2 separate regions of the Gossypium hirsutum genome follow, and region 2 is linked to region 1. Evidence: chromatin contacts called from public Hi-C data. All regions are on one chromosome and are shown on one strand. Each heading gives the region's core, a stretch centred on a gene start, on an enhancer-like site or on the middle of the called end of the contact. The rest is flanking DNA. Distances are from core to core; before and after follow the strand shown. Region 1 holds the start of LOC107899261. Region 2 holds the start of LOC121202973 (UDP-glucuronic acid decarboxylase 1).

Region 1 (3,382 bases), core at 634-3,133:
GTGACACCAGTGAGTAAACAAAACAAGAGCCAAGGCAATGGAGGGAAACCATAAGAGGCACACTCTCTCAACCCTGTTTTCTTTTTGTTTTGTAAAGAAAAAGTAGTCTAGTGATGAAATCATTACAAAGTTATTTAAAATAAGAGTGACCCAAATGCGACCCTGAAATCTGATCCAACCATTTTCACCTCACTTGTGAGCTAAAGTGGAGGAGGATATGAAAAAGTTGATGTGGCCAAACTTTGGGGGCCAACTCAATGTACTCACATCCCCTACCTCACATGCTATGAAAGGGAACCTTTTACCACCAACAAACTAATCTTATCAAGGTAATATAAATATACAAACTACAAGCTAATATATTATGCACTTTTACATTATATATGTCATGCCATTTTGCTCCAATGCAAGCAAACAAAACATCTGTCACTTGCTGTTTTATTATCTAAAATGGGACAATAATTGGTGTTTACATGTATTAATTCAAGATGGCCCCAACCCTAATCATTTGTCTTCTTTCCATTGTGCTCTGAATTCTTTCCCTGGCATGCCTTAGATTATCAAGAACTTCACCTATACTTTTGCTCACTTCTATGTTTATCTCAAGTGCTACCTTGGTTTCTGGGAGATTCAAAGGAACTAATGCCAATGAGTTATCAACATACTCATCATCCTCACTAGTCTCATTTCTTCCATTCATCATGTTAATCTCCATTGTTGAAGCTTTCAAGCTTGAACAACTGATCAAATGAATGGTATTAAATGATCTTGATTATAGTGTATTACACTAGGGATAGGAGTAGAAATGAGGGAATCAAAGTGAGTACCTTGTATCAGATTTAGTACTAGTCCCTGGAGGAGTTGAATTTTCTTCATTGGAACAAATTTCAAAGCTTTTTATGGATGGATTGGCGTCTGATGCACTTCCCTCCACATTTTTTAAGATTTCTGGGACTGCATCTTGAGGGTGTTGAGTACCTGAACTGCTTGCAGATGAAACACTAGAGACTGTAGAGCTCTCAGATGAACTTGACTTCTCTGATTCATCTAAATTGGGCAATATTTTTAGGGATTCAAGCTTCTTCTTCAACAACTTGAACCTCTTCTCTGCTTTGTTCCGTAACTTGGTCTCTTCTTTCAGCTTGTTCTCAAGTTCTAGCAGCTGCAGATTCAACAACAACAAAACAAACGTCATACAAAAAATTCAGATCTTTGCTCTTCAAAACATAATCAAAATGTTCAAAACCCAAATTGAAAGATCAAAAAACTGACCTTACTTTCCATAAGTTGAGCATCTTGTTTTGCAATCTTTGATGCTTGTCTCTCAGCAAGGAGCCTCCCTCTCAAGCATTCTACAGTTCTCATCCCATCATCTCCTCCCACTCTCTTTTCACTAAAACACAAGGAAACCCACCTTAGATTCTGAAGCAGGCGACAATCACAACTTGAAAAAGAAAAAGAAAAAGAAAAATGAAGAACCCACCTGCATTTGATGTCTTCTTTGTTGCAAGCAACCATTTGCATTGTACACTGATCTTAACTTGCAATGACTTCGATTCTTGAATGTCACCAACAACAGATCAGAGTTGACTAAGAAGATTGTACAAAAAAATGGCAACAAAAGTAAGCTTTAGCCTGCAGTAAGCAATGGTGTTCTTCTTCTTGTTTTTCACCTTTTTTTTTTTGTTTCAAAATTTGAAATTTGTTTATGTTTCCCACTTGGAAAGAAGAATCTTTACCGATGGCTCCATCCAAAAAAAAAAAAAACCTCAGTCAGCTAGCAGTGTTGGAAATCCAAGATCAAGGCTTGCTTGGACTCTTTCCCGTCGTCCCCTCAATTGGCTTTATATATTTCATCCACTGAACTATAGAATGTGTCCATTTACGGTAAAAATATCAGATACTTCAAAAATATATATAAGTAATTTAATCTTTGTAAATTTTAGACAGAATATGGAATTTCAACCCCAACTTTATTTATATTTCTTTATTTTTATCTCATTAGTCTTGTTTTAATTCCATTTTGTATTTTACGTTAGCATAAGGAGGTTTTTTTACGTCCAACCTTCCTCTCTTTTTCCATTTTTATTTAAGGATTGAATTGCACTTGATCAATTAAATTAATTTTTTTTTGAAATTTCATTTATTTTTATGGTTAAAAATAAGTTTTTATATATCAGCATAAGATATACGAGACATGCAACATATTACTGTTTGGTTTTTTTGTTTGACATAACAGGTTTAAATAGTAAAAATAGATCAATTTATTTTTTAATTCAATGAATAAAGATTAATTTACCTTTTTTTAGTAGAGTTACAAATTTACGGCACATTTAGTATCTTGGATTCATTATTCCGATTTTGGTTTAATTTTAGATATGATTGGAAACAGCAATCAAAATTGTCTCAAAGATGTATATTCAAACGTAGAAATTAGATGTTATAAAATAAATACCCTAGGAAACAACAGATAATATGACATGCGTAGCATTTATTATTACAAGCATTCAAATTTTGAAATAACATCACGGGCTTTCTACCTGCTTCTGTCACGTGATCCCCCTCATATATCTTTTTCTTTCCTTCTCTCTCTCTCTTTTAATTATCCCAATTCTTATATAATTAATAAAGGCATGGGCATGGGCAATAAAGTGAAAATGGAGTATAATCATATGGCATAATTATAATTACATGATTCCAGAGAATGGGAAATTGGCTTTCACTTCACTCAAACAAACCCAGTTTTACTTATTTTACACTGTTTCTTTATATATATATATATGTTATCTGTACCAACATATCTTTCCCTGTGATGGATATGAATACCCAAATCCTACAGCTTTAAGTACACTCATCATCATCTCCTGGACCTCGGACATTGAAGGAAAGGAGGCCCAACTGAAGCAGGGTTAGTAAACCCGAGTTTGGTCCATTTGACCCTCATATTCTTACCCAATGAGCCCATCAATTAATGCCTGAGTGGACTAGTTTTTTTATATCTTCAAGCTATCTTACCCCAAGATGAGATTCAAAATAAGGTGAAAAGTACAAGGATTTAAATTGCATTTTGTCGTTGTAAATTAGTCATTTTATATTAGATTAAAGACTAAACTGGCCCTTTATTAAAAATTTTTGTCCATTTGTACCATAAAAAGTTAGCGTGGTTGAGAGAATAATTAGATAGTGACACATGGCATGCCACATGTACCTTATCCCGACCAATTTTTAAAAGTAGAAATAGACAAAACTTTTAACCAAAGGAAAAGTTTGCTCTTTGATCTAGCAGACAATGATTAGTTTATCATTTTTTGAGTAAAAGGAACAAAATGTAATCCGACTTTTAATATAGGGACCTTTATAATATTTTTACATTCAAAATAAT
Region 2 (3,347 bases), core at 39-2,538, 170 kb after region 1:
AAGCCGTATCCGCCACTGGTGACACAAAGATTTGTCATTTTATACCATCAAATTATATAAACTATCAATCATAAGTTAGTGACAGTTAGCGATAGAATTAACATTTTAAACTTAATCATTCACTATCACAAGTTTATTAACCAACTTGTGACAAATATTTAATGAAAATTATATTCCATCCCAATTATGGTCATAGAGTTTCGGAATTATTTTTGAAAAAGTTACCGTTTGTTAACTATACAGACATGACATACATATGGATTGTCATATGATAACATGTCAGCATTTAATTGATTTTTTAAATTTTAAAAAATATGTTTTTACTCATTTTTAAATAATTTTAATGATTTTAAAATTTTAAAAATAAATAAATGTTAATGTGTCATTCATGTGCCAATCCACATGTATGTCAAGTCTACAAAGTTGAAAAATGTTAATTTTTCCATCTATTTTGGGATGATTTGATAAAAAAAAAAGTTTAAGAGCTAAGAGTTAAGAAAAATTAAATGGAAGACTAAAATGAATTTTTTTGTTAAATTGGAAGGTCAAATAAGTCATTATGCCAAATTAAAAATATAAATAATGTTAGTATTAGGTGAGAGATGTGTGATGGATTTGATTAATTAAATTTTTTTATAAAAATTATAAATTAATATAAATTATTGTGACAAATTGAAATTATCAATAGTGATCAATATTTATGTTATAAATATTGGATTATAAATCAATTTTTTAATAATCAATCTAAAAAATATAAGCATAATGTTAAATTTAGTTTATTAGTGTTGGGTGGTGGAAGGAATGGTGCGGTGGTTGGAAGCTACGAATTAAGGAAGAAAAAAAAAGGAAGAATGATGGACGTAGGGGATGGCATGAAGGGGAAGAAGATGATGAACGGTAATGGAGGTAAAAAAAAAATAAAGTAAAAAGTGATGATGTGGTGTGCATAATCAACCGTTTGATGAGAATTCTCTAATAACAATGACCAAATTGTAAAAAACTTTTTATGTGACCAAATTAAAAACATGTTAATATAATTTTTTTTCAAAATTTTAATCAATAGTTTTCAACTTACACCAAGAAAATAACATTTAATTGGAGCCATGAAATGGGGCGGGGATTACTTCACTTAGGCATCGGGTTTGCAGCCCAATGGTGCAATACGCATTTGGGGTAGGCCTGGGTGATGGCCTGATGGATTCGGTGAGTGTGCGTACGTCCACAAATAAAATGAGTAAAATTTGGATCATATGACTACGTTTCCTTTTAAGCAAAACGACCCATCCCACCCCCCTCCCCCCCACCCCCACCCCCTCTCTCTCTCTATCTACATTCCTTCTCCAGCTCTCTCGTCCATCTCCAGTTACGTTTGGTGCTAAAAACCAGTGAATCATTGAAACGTGTTCCAGCCTTCCACCTTCTACATTCGTTTTCAACTCTCCATTAAATGAAAAAATCCAAAAGGAAAAACAAATTATTCTAAAGGCTCCTTCATTTCTCCCCCTCTAGAAAGAACAAGAAAACCAAGAAATAAAAAAGCCATGAAACAGTTGCACAAGCAATCTAGCATGAACCATAGGCCGGATGAGGAGACCCCATCAACACAAACGCCTCCTTATTCACCCAAATCCTTAAAACACCCCAAATCTATCCCTAGATCCATTAACTATCTCTTCAAAGAACAACGCCTTCTTTTTATCCTCATCGGCATTTTGATTGGTTCCACCTTTTTCATCCTACAACCCAGTTTGTCTCGTTTGGGTCCCACCGATGCCCATTCCCCCATACGCAGATCTTTCTCCAAGGACAACACCGTCTCCTCCGGCGTCTCCGTTGTTTCCGATAACCAAGACTCCTTGGCTTCCTTTTCATCCGGTACGAACAGGCCCGTTTATGGAAAGGTGGGGCGGGTACCTGTTGGGATCGGACGGCGGAGAATGAGGGTCGTGGTCACGGGAGGGGCTGGGTTCGTTGGGAGTCATCTTGTTGATAAGCTAATTGCTAGAGGCGATGAGGTGATTGTTCTTGATAATTTCTTCACGGGGAGGAAAGACAATTTGGTTCATCTTTTCGGGAATCTCATGTTCGAACTCATTCGACACGACGTGGTTGAGCCAATTCTCTTAGAAGTGGATCAGATCTATCATTTAGCTTGCCCTGCGTCTCCCGTTCATTATAAATACAATCCTGTCAAGACTATCATATCCTTTGCCATTGTTTATGCCAATTTCGGTTTACCATATTTATTTTTCTGGATTTTAATGTTGTTTCTGTCATGTTTATGTCAATTTGAGATCCTTTGACTTAGTGAATTACAAGACAAATGTGATGGGTACGCTTAATATGTTGGGGCTTGCAAAGAGAGTTGGGGCTAGGTTTTTGCTGACAAGCACGAGTGAGGTTTATGGCGATCCGCTTCAGCATCCACAGAAAGAGACCTATTGGGGAAATGTCAATCCAATTGGTAAAGTAGCTAGTGCTACAACAATTATTTGTTTTGGTTGCTTGTTTTCCTATTCATGTCGTCTATTGTTATCGTTTGGCTTAATCTGGTTAGGCGAGAGGAGTTGCTATGATGAAGGGAAAAGGACAGCTGAAACCTTAGCTATGGATTATCATCGAGGTGCCGGTGTCGAGGTATGGTTTTCTTGATTTGCTTGTAGGTTGAATTCTGTTGGCACGTTTGATTTATGTACAATACATATAACAGGGTATCGAGCACCTCTCTAGAAATGATCATCTTCTAATATTTATAGCTATCATGTTCTAATATCTTTTACCACATCCTGGAATCTTTGTAAGTACTGTTTAGCATACATTTATTCTCAAGCATTATGTAGAGATTACTTGGGAGTAAGTATTATAACCTTTGATGCTTAATGTGGGTGAGAATTATGATAGGTTAGTCGGTTTATAGATCCAAGTAGTGGCTTATTTGTGCTTCTGCTTCCGTAACCAGTCAACAATAGAAGAGGTTGGAGCTGATTTTACACTTTTATTTTAGTAATATGCTAAAAGAAACTATTACTAAACCGAGGTTGAGAACTGCTGTGTAAATGTGCTTTTAAAAAGTTTGAAGAAGATAAAATGTTCATTTTAGACAATATTATATATGGAATATCTAAACTTACTTTATAATAAAAGTATTAAACAATAATTTATTAAGTAATTAATATTATAATATATGAAATATATGGAATGCATAAACTCAAATTTATTAACATTTTCATATATGAAATATGAATACTTAAATTATAATAAAAATTATAACTGACTCAAAGGTAAAGTATCCTTATTTTCACATGTCTATTATTATTATTACAACTACTACTAGTACTACTGTACCA

Evidence for each region. Hi-C and Micro-C count contacts between places; a contact is called where the count stands out from the background.
Region 2: a contact with region 1 is called in a Hi-C map of leaf, with 2.6 times the contacts expected there. The contact joins the promoter of LOC121202973 here to the promoter of LOC107899261 in region 1. A contact is called at or near these places in 2 of 34 Hi-C or Micro-C datasets (both in leaf).

Annotation. Positions count from the first base shown.
Region 1 is chrD04:43,510,822-43,514,203 of Gossypium_hirsutum_v2.1, forward strand. LOC107899261 reads right to left here and starts at 1,884. Exons shown (of 4, transcript XM_016824931.2): 1 at 1,484-1,884; 2 at 1,273-1,393; 3 at 828-1,162; 4 at 340-621. The coding sequence starts at 1,524. The coding sequence ends at 603.
Region 2 is chrD04:43,680,083-43,683,429 of Gossypium_hirsutum_v2.1, forward strand. LOC121202973 (UDP-glucuronic acid decarboxylase 1) reads left to right here and starts at 1,289. Exons shown (of 6, transcript XM_041091206.1): 1 at 1,289-2,201; 2 at 2,317-2,464; 3 at 2,558-2,637. The coding sequence starts at 1,542.